Linked DNA regions of Mus musculus: all the other regions are linked to region 2. A link is a contact called in public promoter capture Hi-C data. All regions are on one chromosome and are shown on one strand. Each heading gives the region's core, a stretch centred on a gene start, on an enhancer-like site or on the middle of the called end of the contact. The rest is flanking DNA. Distances are from core to core; before and after follow the strand shown.

Region 1 (4,553 bases), core at 258-2,757, 2.7 Mb after region 2:
CAGAGGCTTGTCTCTTTGGTGGTTATAGATTTCCCCCCACTGATGGGGCATGCCTACCCTCAACGGCTTCTGGAGCCTCACTAGCCACATCAAGAATGCTGGGGTGGGGGGGGCGGTTGTTGTTGTTGTTCTTGTTTGTTTTGTTTTGTTTTGTTTTGTTTCTTCGAGACAGGGTTTCCCTGTATAGTCCTGGCTGTCCTGGAACTCTGTAAACCAGGCTGACCTCGAACTCAGAGATCCACCAGCCTCTGCCTCCCAAGTGCTGGGATTAAAGTCCTGCGCCACCACTGCCCAGCCAAGAATATTGTTCTTATTCTTAGGCTGCCTGTGCTGAGGCAGGCACACACACACACACACACACACACACACACTGTATGTCGTCCATAGATGTGAGAGCAGTCTCATCAGTGACTCCACCATACATGGAATTGTCAGCAGAAGCAACCTTCAGAGCGTCTACCATAGAAGGGCTTACTCATTGTACACAACTGGGGTGCCTGTGTCACCTCATTTCTAGAGGTCTTGCTTTATGGTGGTCATTCATCCCTCTGACCCTATGCCTACTCATTAACCCTAGGGGATAGAGCCTTTACCAAAGCAACTGTTAGCTATGAGATCTGTCCATGGAGACCAAAGTGCAGGACCTAACTTTGTTGAGCCATATGGTAAGCAGAGAGGCAAGCCACATAGCCACACCACTGGGGAGGGAGTGTGTGTGACTGTCCTTAAGTATACACTGGCAGGGTTCGAAGTCTGCACTGAACCCTCCTTTCAAAAAAAAAAAACCCTTCATCACTCCAACTATGTCACCCCAAACTCCAGCTGTAAAGGATGCAGCTGACTTCAGCACCAGCAAGACACCCAGCCCAAAGTGACAGTTGGGTCAGACTGCCACCCAGTGGGTGTCCAGCTAATTAATACTGATGTTCCTGGAGGTACCTGGGAGAGGTCATTCTGGTCAATTCTGCAGGGGGCGACAGGGGGCGGTAACAGGCCCCCCATCCTGAGCGCTCACCTGTAGCCTGCCTAACTCCCCAGTGCCCCTGGCCCACTTCGGGAGGGCTCTGGCAGATACAAACGTTTCTTCTCAGGGAGAAGTCAACCGGTCTGGGGTTGTTATCCCCGACCCCCTCAGCCTTTGGTGGCTAATCTTGGCCGCTCCGGATGGCGGCGCACCAGTAGCCCCAGTGAGACGCGGCTAGGGCCGCACCTGGTAATCCAGAGAGAACTTCACGCCCTGCTCCACCTCTTCGTGGAAGCACTGCTTGGCGTTGTCCGGCAGCTCGAAGGTGAGCTCAGCGCTCCGCAGTGGCTCGGCCCGGAGCAGGAGCAGAAGCAGCAGCTGTAGCAGCATCTGGAAGGATGAAGCGTGCGGAGCCTCGTGGACCATGATGCTCCGGGCCTAGTCCTCTCTAGGCTCCCGCGCAGCGACAGCAGGGACAGCAGGGAGAGGGGAGGGGCCCCCTGAAGAGACGTGGCGCGAGCTCAGCACAGCGGTTCCGGGTGGCGGCCACTCCGCGCGCAGCCGCACACCAGAGAGGTGGGCGGGGAACCTTTCCGCCCGCTGCGCAAGCGCATCACTGAGTTTAGGCGCTATTGTATTTGATGCGGCTCTTGGACTCGGGTACTTCTCAGTGCGTCCCTTCAACTCGGAAACCGTTGGGCTTCTAGTCTGTTTCTGACTTGCTGTCACTTAGTGTCTGCCACGTCTCCGGAGAAATCCCGGACGTAATGAACACATTCAGTAGTTAGGAGGACTCGATGGACTAGAAAGGAACCGCAGGGAAGGGAGGCGACGGATCCTCCACTCCCCCCTCCTACCTAAGGTGAAGAAGTGTTCAACAAAGTAAACCCCATGGCTACACTGGGGGAAAACAGGTTTTCTTGCACACAGACTCCCTTCTGGAAATAAAAGCATCTAAAGGATTTCAATTATGTTTTCGCATTCGGGTCACATTGAAAATTTTTTCAGAGAGAATCTGCCATCCCCTTTAACTTCTAAAAGTGTTGAAAGACAAGTTGATTTATTGTCTTATTCATGACAACTGCCCTAAGAAGGATATATATGATTTTATGTTCACCATAGTCCATAAACAAAGAGACATTACATGTTATAATATTTGCTGATACATAAACACTTACTGTCAGTAGAACATTATTAGATATGGTGAATCTTAATTTTAACAAAGAATTTCACTACTCATATATACTACCACATAGATAAAATTGGCATACACTACCACTGGCCATACTGGATCCTGTATCAAGGAGCTAATGTGCATGAAAGCAGCACCCATAATATAATTATTAATAAAATGTACTATCTCTGTGCTAGATTAGATGTGAAAGAGGTGTTGAGCTGTGTGCCTTGGGGCTCCTTCCCTGCTTGTCCTATTTAACATTGACTTATATTTCTTATTTTCAATTATGTGTATGCACATGTGTGTATATGAGTATGTATATATGAATGCAGGTCTCCAAAGAGGCCAGAGGCTTTGGATCCCCTGGAGCTAGAATTGCAGGCAGTTGTCACTCATTTGATAAGGCTTTTGGGACCCAAACTGGGGTCCTCTAGAAGTATTCTTAACCAGTGAGCCATCTCTCCTCCAACTCTTAACATTTTTAATGAAGAGTATTTGAAGATGTGAAAGTTATAATCATCTAACTGGAAAATCAAGTGAAGAAAAACAAAACAAAACAAAACAAAACAAAACTGAAGTTCCCACAAGTTAAAGATGAAGCGCTACATTTAAGTTCCAGGTGGTGGGGATGGGGGTTGGGAGGGTGGGGGAGGGAGGGGGAATCTGCAGTGGTTCAAAAGAAGAGGCCTGGTTTCACAGCTCTTTAAGTTGGAGCAGGCAGAATTGGAATCAGCATCAAACTACATATAAGACAAGAGAAAATGCCTGAGTTTTAAAAAAATAAATTATTGCCTTAGCAGACAGTGATCAGGTGGTACCTATTGTATTGTTTTAGGAGAGCTATTTTCCGTTTGGGGCACTAGTCAAAGGAATGTGATTAGGAGGAAGCCAGCATAGACATTGCCAGGAAGCTGACTCAAACAGAGAATGCCCAAGGGAAAATAAATAAATAGCAGGACTTAGCATGGAAGCTAAAAACCAATAGGAAATGAAAGCTTTAAAAGTGTGCGGGCACTAACAATGTACCAGACACACTGTCATCTCACTATTCAACTCAACATAATTTATATTAATTGAGTAACCAGCTCAACATAGTTTATATTAATTAATATTCACTAGTAGCCATGTCTTTAAAAAAAATAAGTTTGCTCCTATTTGATAAGGAGCCCGGGATGTTTAATTCAGTAGCTCTTGTCATTGTTCACTTTTTCTGTGTGTCAGCAGCTTGAGCCAGCCTCAATTTATAATCTCCATGGTTTTGTGAGTCCATGGTTTTGGACAGTTGAACGTCAGGCAGTCTTCCCTGGATTTGCCCATGATGCTACATTCATCTAGAGTCCATCTGTGCTGGGCTGTGCAAGATAACCCCACTGGCATGTCTAGGGCAGATACAGGTTACTGGCTCTAATGCCTTTTTCTCTTCCAGGCATTCTCTCACCACTAGGAGGCTACTGCGGGAAGTCATCTTGCCTGCTTCTGTGAAAGCCTGCCTGTCAGGCAGAGTCAAGTCAGACCAGGGTCTACAATAAGAGGGGATATACTTGAACTTCACGGCAAGGGGCTAAATGTTCTGTTAATCTTGGAGGAAGGAACAGCAGGATTAGGAAGGCTTCCGGATGGGTACAGATATCAAATGTACATCATCCATTGTCTCTGCTGGCTTGTGACTTTGTTTCCCGACATACTGTAAGCCTAAGAGAATTAAACTCAAGACTGGACAGCCCTCCTCATTTCTAACCTTTGTCTATGAGTCTTCTTTTCCATCTTTCCTATAATCCTCACGCCCCTCTCAGAGGATTGCTGGACTTCCTACCAGCCAAACAGGTACAAGCTAGGCTATTATGTGACATACTCAGTATTATGTGACATACTCAGAGAAATATCCCAAAAGGACCCAGGCACAGATAGCAATGTTCTCTAAGAGCTAGGTTTCTGAATTCTTTCAATATCACTTTCTATACATTTTACTGGCCAATAGAGTCCAACGCTGATCTAGATATAAGAAGAAGGAGAAATAGATTTTACCCCTAAGGTGAGATGTTGTTGTAAAGAGGGAGCCTTTGGGGATGGAAGGCATTTTGTGACTGTTGAATAATCTTCTACAATACTCAAGTTCACCTGTCTCATTAATAGCTAAGCCGGAAGCTGAACCCAGATCTGCACGGTCCTGAAGGCTATATGAACCCCAACAAGCACACTGCCTCTACAAATCCTTTGGGATCATTAGTTCTCTGTGTTCCATGTGGAAAAGTTGGGTGCTAAGCATGAATGACACTGAGGTGTATCTCAGTTCAACATAAGAAGTATCTATCGGGAAGAGAGTTAATGGGCAGCACAGTTTCTACCCCTGCATATGCTAGAGCAGAGACAGGTGAACAGCCATGTTCTGAAGATGCTGTAGAGATGATTCAT
Region 2 (4,648 bases), core at 1,569-4,068:
TGAGACCTGAAACCTGTTCAGAGTGCAGACATTCTACCCTCTTTGTCTAGTTGGCTATCATCCACGTGTGTGATGGAAGGGTGGGATTTATTTGCCTTCTAGAGAAATTTAGAGAGTGTAAGTCTAACTTTCTGCATTTCATAAGAATAAGCATGTAAATAGACATGAAATAAGATAAGCATTGATTTTTCTGCTTATAGAGTGTGAGTCAGTTTTTAAATATCAATTTTATCTTGGCTAGAGATGGCGAAAAGTCAACCATTTATTTGTTCACTGGCAAGCAGACTCCATGGAAACTGTAACAGTAGCAGCTTTAAACTCTGTCTCCAAAATGTGTAAACTAATTATTAAGCAGAGAGAGCTTGTTGAAATCAATTGTTTGGTGACAATTAGGACCCCAAGTGTGAAAACATATGGATAGCATGTTGTCTGCTTCTTTCAGGCTATTCTGGCCCAAGTCCAAGTGTTACGACTACTTATATCAAGAAGCAGAAACTCTTCTGAAAAATTTCCCAATTCAAGCTACAATTTCGTTTTATGAAGATTCTGATAGTGAAGATGAAATAGAGGGGCTGGCCTGTGAAAATCAATCTAATTAGTTACTTCTGTTGACAATTTGAATTTTGTATATAAATGTACCATAAACTTTTAAAACTAATTTATTTGTATATACATTATTAATAAAACATTTTGTAATAATTACAGTATTTGGAATCCTCTTTGTCCCTACACTAGAATTAAATGTTGGGATTTTAAGATAGACATCATGTACAAATGTCCTGATTGTGTTATAAATATTTGTGATTCACAAAGAATACTTCTGGTTTTTTTTTTATTAAATCACAAATTTATCTTTAGTTATAATTTTTCAAGGAACTATTTGGTTTTTTTAAAAGACCGGCTCTTGTAATGTCTGGTGTTTTCTGCTGATCTCAATTGGATGTTTAGTTACAGATGATATAATCTTGGCAGTTAGTGAGGAAAACTGGGTGCTGCTACTATTCTCACGGATATTAGTATTTGTTTGCTTGCTCATAGGGAAATGCTTTAAGTAATTATAGTTGAGAAAGAAAAACAATCTTGGGTCACTTAAATCTTAAGGACTGTAATTAAGTATGGAGTAGTGTGACTCTCACTCTGATATTCTCCTGTTGTCTTTAATCTGGTGTTCAGTACTTTCTGTATATGTTGAAGGATTCCTATAATTAAAAAAAAAAGGTTTAAATTTGAATGATTTGTACAGAGTCTAAAAACGGTGAGAACATGAAGTTGCTCTCTTTTCTTTTGTCCTGGATAAAGCTAAGATTTGGAAGACATAAAATTCAACATTATCCACTTTCCTTTTGCTTTAGTTTCCCGCTCACAATATTCTCATATAAACATCTTCTTCTGGGGAGTAAAATAAATCCTCAGTGACTGATTTTTCTTACATAGGCATCACAGAAGAAAACTTATTCCATACTTTAATGAGATGGACGATGGACTTGCATGGTTAGGGTGACACAGTAGATTATGCTCATGAAGTCCTTTTAGTTTTTATATAATCACCTGCTCAGCAGTTCAGGTGCAAACAAACATATTTTATTAATCTATAATCTGAGCTACTTGTGAGGATGAGGCAGGAGAACTGCAAGTTCAATGCTTGTCTGACAATATACCAAAAATATTTTCCTGCAGTATTCCAGAATAAAAATGGGTAGAGGTGGAGATGAGAGGTAATTAGCTAGCTAAGAAATGTCCCGTGCTTGAATGACTAAGCATATCCACAGACTCTCTCATAATATTAAACCACATTATCACAACTTTGACTCCCAGGGACTCTGGAAACTACATAGCTGGAGTAAATGATGTGTCCAGAATCAGAAAAAATTAGAACCCCACAGAGAATGGGATGGGTTATTTAGAACTACTCTTTGGGAAAATGTTCTCTTTCTATTGGATTCCACCCTGTGGATCTGTGTATTTTCCTAGCAAAAAGAAAAAGCCAATGTATCACTAACATGGACCCACAGTGTTAGGAATTTCTCTTGTTAACAAATCAGGATAGTATAAGGTGGCCTGTCTTTTGTTACATGCCTATTAATATATACAGTATATGGTTTAGATATAGCCATTTATTTCTTACAGAAACCCAAGCCTATACAGACAAAATGTTCCTTTAATAAAAAGTAGCGTGCATAGGCCATTAAATACAAGGATGACACCAAAACCAAATCACTCTATTTAGGAGTGAGCTACTTGTAGATTTCAGGGAAAGTGAAGAGTTATGGGAGGAGGAAGAATGTGTGAGTGTATGGATAGAGAAGGTCTTCTGGAAACGTCGTCTGGAAACGTCTTTTACTCGTTTTCCAGACTGGTTCCCCAAACGTGACGTTTCTTAACCCACAGCAGAGGCTGCTTGAGTTCGGCTTCTTAGCTCATGAAACTGTGAAGTCCTCTTTCCTAGAGCTTAGTATTTTACAGGAGAGAACTATTCAGCAGTCTGAACGTTTTGATAGTGTTGTTTTCTTTCATATTTCAATTGTTGTTTATCAAGAGACAGGCACTGGTCTTCTTGTTCTACCAGAAATAACCCTCGGCCTCTATCAGCACCAGGGCTGGGGAACAGCTTCACTCTCTGATCTTTCAGCAGAAAGCTGTCATTTCCTTGTGGTGCTGAAGTTTAGGACCAAAGAGTAACTGAGCATGCGCTGCCCTGCCCCCAACCCCCGCACAGCCACCCCTTCCCAAGCCGGGCGACCGGGCTCACAGAGTGAGTGAGCCTTTCCTCTGACTCCGCCCCCGCCCCGCCTCTCGTGAGCGTGATTGCGTCACGACGCGCCTGACCCCTGGCGACCCCGGAAGTGGGTCGGGGGCTTGGCCTCGGCCGGGCCAAGGAGCCCGCACGGACGGTGGTGGGCGCTGGGGTCCCACCAGGGCAGCCTGTCCGGTGGCGGAGCCCGGATGCGGCCCGAGCCGGGGGCCCAGGATGCTGAACGTCCCTTCCCAGGCTTTCCCGGCCCCCGGCTCCCAGCAGCGCGTCTCCTCCCAGGGGCGCAGCAAGGTAAGTGGCGACGCCGTTCGTTCGACTACTAACTCAAACGCCCTAAGTGTGTTTGAGCTGCTGAAGTTGGCCGCGGTAAGTCCACTCGGCACCCCGCTTCCGGCATGGTTGCATTTCTGTCTCAAGCTGTCCTCTCCAGTCTTTTGTTCTTTACGGTCAAAGATCCAGGCTGAGCAGTGGCGGTGGCTAGGGATGATTGGAGTCTGCAAACCTGCCGTCAGATTTAGTGCCACCTCTTCAAGTCGCACTCCTCTGTGTATACGGTAGCCAGTGGTTCCAGCACTGCCTCATCTGTAGACACCCCTGGTTGATTTTGAATCTGGTACCATGCTCTTGTCTATTTGTTGAATATGGTTACTGTCAGCAGCAGGTGGAAATACAGATATATAGTTGCAAAATTCAGTACAAATTGTGTAGTGTATTCATTGCAAGGCGAATGCTCTTATGTTATTTTGCTAGTTCCTTATTCTGTAACCACATCTTGGTATTTTCTTTTGAGACTTCTGTCTTCTTGGGCTACTCGATTCCTTTCTCGAGTTTTATTTTATATGACTTTGAGACTTTCCATTCTTCTCCACTTAGATCTGAGGTTTTGCCCTTAGATCAGAAAAGGAATTGAGGTTTTCATTTATTTTTCAGAAATGTCTGTCCCCAGCTTTAATCATACATAGCACTAAGATGTTTTGTGGGCTCACTGATGGCCATGTGTATCTGGAGTCCTTTTCCTTTGCCCATTGAATCTTCACAGTTACCCTGAAGCTAGGGACGTTTACTATCTTCATTCTTGGTAAAAAGAAATAGGTTGATGAAAGTCTGCTATCAGTCACGTAAGCTTGTGATTATGACATTTCCTTCATTGCTGTGTGTGCGCCTCTGCTCACCAGCCATCAACTGGGTATCTTGCTCTCTCTTTAAGCTAAGTGCTTGGCTCCATAGTCTAAGGTTGCCCTTTGTAGAATGAGAACGTCAGTAACTGACTTTCTTCATTAAAATGGCTATGTTCTCAGCATTCATTTAAAGGAGAAAACTTCTAGGCAAAGACAGCAAGTTCCTTAGATGCGATAGCAGAAGTAAGTTTTGTTGTCCCCAAAGAGGGCAAAGTAAGATCTTTGTGTAATTTAATAGGACCCTCAGGTAGGATTAATTTCTTTGTTATGAAATGAGACAATCTCGAACCCTTGAGAGGCAGAGTTAGGACTGCATAAAACAATGAAACAGTCAGATAAAGTTTTCAAAAATGGAACTCAGCCAGATAGGCTGATTGTTAAATTGTTAAAAGTCTAGAACTTTGGAGTAGGAAAGAGATGTCTTTCCAAGACCCACTACTTCATCGCAGTCACATTCTGGCTCAGGTGTATGTACGCGTGACCAGTTGTTGTTGTTGTTGTCTTGTTCATAGGCCTGAGATGAGACTTTTCCATAGCACAGCATTGCTACGCACTCAGCAGATATTCCTTACCTTACGCCCTTTATTCAAATCTCACCAATTTGAATCTTACACAGAGACAGATTCCTTATGCAATAGCTGTTCAGTGTTTATTGAGAAACTGTAATGTCCTACATATGCTAAGGCATTTGATCATGGGGTTCCCAGTTGATGGTGCT
Region 3 (4,620 bases), core at 1,065-3,564, 2.8 Mb after region 2:
CTGGGAGTCAGGTGCCTCTCATCTGCAAATACCCTGTGGTTGGGCACAGCACAGAACACTGTGCTCTGTGCTTCAGCTCTGAGTTAACCCTACCTGGGATGGTGTCCCGGCTTCACCCCTTAATGCAGTGGTTCTCAGCCTGTGGGTTATGACCTTTGAGGAATTGAAAGACCCTTTTACAGAGGTCAACTAAGACCACCTGTATATCAAATCTTTATATTCTGATTAATAACAGTAACAAAATTACAGTTATGAAGTAGCAACAAAAAATAATTTTATGGTGGGGGGGGGGGTCACCACAACATGAAGAACTGTTATTAAATGGCCACGGCATTGGGAAGGTTGTCTCTAGAAGTTGCTTGAGCTTTGAGCATCTGTCAATCATTCCCTGGGTCTCTCCCTCACTAAATCGATGGGAGGGTCAAGAAGGCTATCTATAAAGCGCTTACAGGCATGAATGAATTGTATTTAATGGGAATGGAGGTGAAATTCTGCATGTAATAATATCCAAGGAGCAAGTGCAGCTGTATTCAGTACGGCGGGACACGGCTTGAGAGCAGCGGGGAGTGTCTTGTCAATCCACCCTTGCATTCGCTTATTTAATAGGCGTAGGGATTTTCAGTGGCCATGACAGTGAGAATTCACAGAACAGTGGGCATGCTATGCACTCCACGCCTAGATTCTGGATATTTGGACTTCAGTAACACAGTGAAGGAGATGGTGACCATGTCACGGGCAAGTGAGGACCAGCCTCAAACAGTCCAGTGTGGACAGAGGCAGACTTGATGGCCACGGTGGTTAGGGAAGAGAGAGTAACACAGAACCCAGCCATAGTGTTCACTGGTGTGGTAGAGAAAGGGAGAAGTGGGATGGGAGGACCTTGTTCTAGCTGGGAATATAAGATGTCCATGAGATCCTGGCCCTCTCAGACCCCAAGGACAAAGATAAGCATAACATTTGAATGCTTGGTAATTTCTCACGTATCCAGGACACCCTCATACAGAAGACTTGGGGTGGGGATCAGGTAAGTGGTGGGAAGTCACTGGTGCCCCAGTGTTGATAAACTGTTCTGTGGGTGTGGCCCTATGTTATTGTGCAGGGAGGGGGGGCCAGGAGAGCTGCCAGTCTCCAGGCCTTGTAAGGAACAGAGAGGACATGTGGACTTCTGCATGAGTGACTTGCCAAGCCCAGTGACAGATCAAAGCAAGGTGTGGGCCAGGGAATGTCAAGATAAGATCCTGTCACCAGGAAATGAGAAACTGAAGAGGAGAGTTATGGGTTGTCCGAAACTGCTATACAGCCAGAAATTCAGTCCAGAAACTGGGACAAGGACCTCAGTCAGACACCTTGGGGACGTGCTCAGAATGCTCTAGTGGACACACCAGTGGCTCCAACAGTTGGGCATGATGTCTCCTGAGGTGCTGAGTGCCCCTCGTCAGTCCTGTGAGTGCCACATGGGCCAGCTGCAAATCACAATTAAAAGCCCAGCGATTCCGTGGTGTCTGGGAGAGGACTAGACATTGTCTTCAGTGAAGGTGTGTGCTCTCCTGTAACAACACCTTTGCAGCCATGTCTCTGTAAGCAACACTAACAAAACTCAGTAGTTCCTCTTTGTAAAGAAGACATGAATGTAACATTGTGGGGCCTAGCTGGGGTGGGAGGAAGGCTCAGCAGGAGAGGCAAAGTGACAGGAAAGGGTAATGGAGGTGACTAGGAGTAAAATACGTGCTATATATGTAAGAGACTGTCATAATAAAACCCATTATCATGCCTAAGTAACATATGCTAAATTTTTTAAAAAACTACATAGTAAAACTTAGAGGAAAATATGCCACACACAGATATACACATGCATTCATACATACATATATAAATATATACACATATACATATATACACAATACATAAATGCACACACATAGATACATACACCCACATATATGCAAACACATAAGCAAATATACACACACACAAATATATACACATATATACTCACATGGACACGCACACAGCCCCACCATCAACACCTTTTCTGGTATGCGATAAGTCACTCTCCAGTTCCAAGACTCAGTTTCTGTAAGTACATGGTGATAACAGGCCTACTTCCCAGAGCTATTGTGAGAATCAAGTGAACTAACCGTGGTGACTTAGCCTCCCTCTTCCACCTCTACTCATGATTTGCAAAAAGGAGACAGAACCGGTCACCGATTCCGTGGCAGTGTGAAACTGACTAGAAACTGAAGCCAGCCATCATCCATCCTTGTAGCTTAACAGAGCCCGCCAGGACTGCCTGTTGTCAGTTCCTGTCTTTGGAGTTCCCAGGGATCACGTTGGGATTACAGGACAGGAAAACCAGCAGGCAGAGGTATACAGAGCTGAGACCATTTGCCCTGGTTGTCAGTTCTGATCTAGGGGACTTGGCTTTTTTTGTTGTTTGTTTGTTTGTTTGTTTGTTGTTTTCTTCATTTTTCTTTGGCTTTTAAAGCACGTCTACTCAGTATTGGTGACCAAAAAGGAGCCCGATGTGAGCGTTCTGAAGGTAAGGCCTCTCCCCTGAAGCTTTATCACTAATGCACTCAAAGCGGCAAAGCCACCTCAAGAAACGCAGACAAAACACTGGACCTTTGTCTCCTACAACTGCTGGTCTGCACAAATGCTCCCTAGACCTCAGGGGATTTCACAGACCTCCTAGATGCCAGGTTGAAGGCTGACAGTGCCCATCCCCCATCACTGCAGTTATGTAAGCCTGCTTCCGGTAAAAGGCCCTGGCGAAAATCACACGCAGTTAGTGGCATCGCCAAGGGAACATTGTCCATCATGTCTCTTTGGGCCTCCTGATGCTCCACTCGATGTGAGAATATGAGGATCAATCAAGAGAAGAGACTAACCTCGAGACAGAGCACTAAATCGAGCAGAAAACAGGAAGGCCTGTCTTGGGCCTCCATTTGCGTAAACCTACAGACGCCATCAACTCCTCCAACAGCCAAGGCCTTTTCTGACCACAAGGGGGCGCCCGCATCATGCTTTAATATAGTACGTGCTTGGGATGTTGAGAGCGTGGAAGACTGCAGTCTCAAAATACAGATAGGGAAACTGAGGCCAGGAGAAAGCAAAGGGTTCCTAAGTCATTCTGGGTAATTTTCTTCTCTGTGATCTTCACTCCCATTAAATTGAGTCATGGCTTCCACCAAGGAATACGTTTTACGGATATTCCTCCGACACCCGGATGAAGAATGCTACTTGCAGACCGCCCCACAAGAGGGAGCACCTGTGAGCCTCTGAGCCCTATACCCACCACGAGCCTTAGACAGAATGAGCTTCGTACAAGATTTTGATCCAGGGATTCTGGCTGGGATGTGGAAATTGCTAGTCTAGGTAGTCTCAGAGGAGACCCACCATCCAGAAGCTTCCCAGATCTAATCCAGAAATGTCTGCAGCTTCCAACATCTAGAGAAGCCTCCGTGAAAAATTCTGCAGGCAACAAGGGTTAAAACCAAGTCGTTCACTTCAGACAGTACTGTCACAAGGCCAAGACAGTCATCAGGGATTGTCACTCAGAGTAACGCTGCTATTTACTCTGCTTGTCCCAATTATCCATCACTGTTTACAAGTAAAGAAAATGACTGTGATGTCGACTCTGACAACCTAGAATGAGCTGGGAAGAAGGTTTTAATGAGGAATTATTTAGATTAGGTTGGCCTGGGGCTATGAAGGAGTTTCGTAATTGGGTGAATTGAGTTGGGAAGACCAACTCATGTAGAAAGCAGGAGGCACCATTTATGGGGTAGGTCCAGGAATGAATGGGTAGAGAGAGGGCTAAGCACTGTCTTACACGTAATTAATGTTTTATCTGTTTCTGTTTAGGGACGTAAGGGGACAAGCTGCTGCTGTTGTAGTTGACCTGTGAACCCTTTCTTCCCTAGCTTGCATTTGTCGGGTACAATGAGGTTCATGGTGTTTAAGAGAGATGTTCTCAGGGATAAAATTACTTCGTTCCCCAGTTTCTCTAGAGAACCCTCACATAAAAAGCAGGAACTGGTGGGTACCTGCTGAGCAGACACCCCAGACTCTTCCAGCGGCTCAGTGACTGCCTCACCGTTTGCACATGTCCCGGCTCTCCACTTATGCCCAGTTCTTCATCCTTACCACCAGGAACTCTGTAGACATTCCCAGATCTGTTTCCTTGGCATGAGTCAGCCTCCCAGAGACAGCCGGGGCCAGCCTGGTGACTGCATAGGGCAGAAGGCTGCCCAGGATTTGTGCCTTCACCATGGCAAGGTGACAAGGAGATTCCTGAGAAGGTGTGTGGTTTCTTCTACATTAGATATTTGGATCCCTGAGGGAAGCAATCTCTTCTAGACCACATGAAAAACAGGCAAGAGTGCCCGAGCACGTACTCACCATTCAGGTGCTCTGGGCTCCACAGGGCAGTGACCGTTTGTTTATTCCAGCCTCCCTCAAATTCAGACTCTCAGATTAAGTGTCTGGACACAGCCACAGAAACCAAAAACATGTAGTTTTTTCCTTCAACGGAGTCTGAAACCAATCGCCATACCACCAAGTCAGGGGGTGCTGATGACACTCCCAGAGCAGACAGACAGTACTGTCCCCTACTGTAGA

The links. Promoter capture Hi-C pulls out the DNA fragments that hold promoters and counts their contacts. Capture Hi-C pulls out chosen DNA fragments and counts their contacts.
Region 1: a contact with region 2 is called in a promoter capture Hi-C map of liver, with 3 times the contacts expected there. The contact joins the promoter of Tmed3 here to the promoter of Cyb5r4 in region 2. A contact is called at or near these places in 4 of 39 promoter capture datasets (the C10 cell line, erythroid cells, liver and 1 more), 2 of 484 Hi-C or Micro-C datasets (CD4 T cells and CD8 T cells), 1 of 115 datasets of contacts at active chromatin or transcription factors (astrocytes) and 2 of 9 other capture datasets (adipose tissue and liver).
Region 3: a promoter capture Hi-C map of pre-B cells shows a contact between it and region 2, with 8 times the contacts expected there. The contact joins the promoter of 4930524O08Rik here to the promoter of Cyb5r4 in region 2. A contact is called at or near these places in 2 of 39 promoter capture datasets (hippocampal neurons and pre-B cells) and 1 of 9 other capture datasets (liver).

The regions. Positions count from the first base shown.
Region 1 is chr9:89,703,536-89,708,088 of GRCm38.p6, forward strand. It overlaps Tmed3 (transmembrane p24 trafficking protein 3), which reads right to left and starts at 1,508. Exons shown (of 3, transcript NM_025360.2): 1 at 1,211-1,508. The coding sequence starts at 1,390.
Region 2 is chr9:87,019,211-87,023,858 of GRCm38.p6, forward strand. Cyb5r4 (cytochrome b5 reductase 4) reads left to right here and starts at 2,819. Exons shown (of 16, transcript NM_024195.2): 1 at 2,819-3,043. The coding sequence starts at 2,969. Ripply2 (ripply transcriptional repressor 2) reads left to right here. Exons shown (of 4, transcript NM_001037907.2): 4 at 443-1,231. The coding sequence ends at 599.
Region 3 is chr9:89,824,205-89,828,824 of GRCm38.p6, forward strand. It overlaps 4930524O08Rik (RIKEN cDNA 4930524O08 gene), which reads left to right and starts at 2,315. Exons shown (of 6, transcript NR_040735.1): 1 at 2,315-3,033.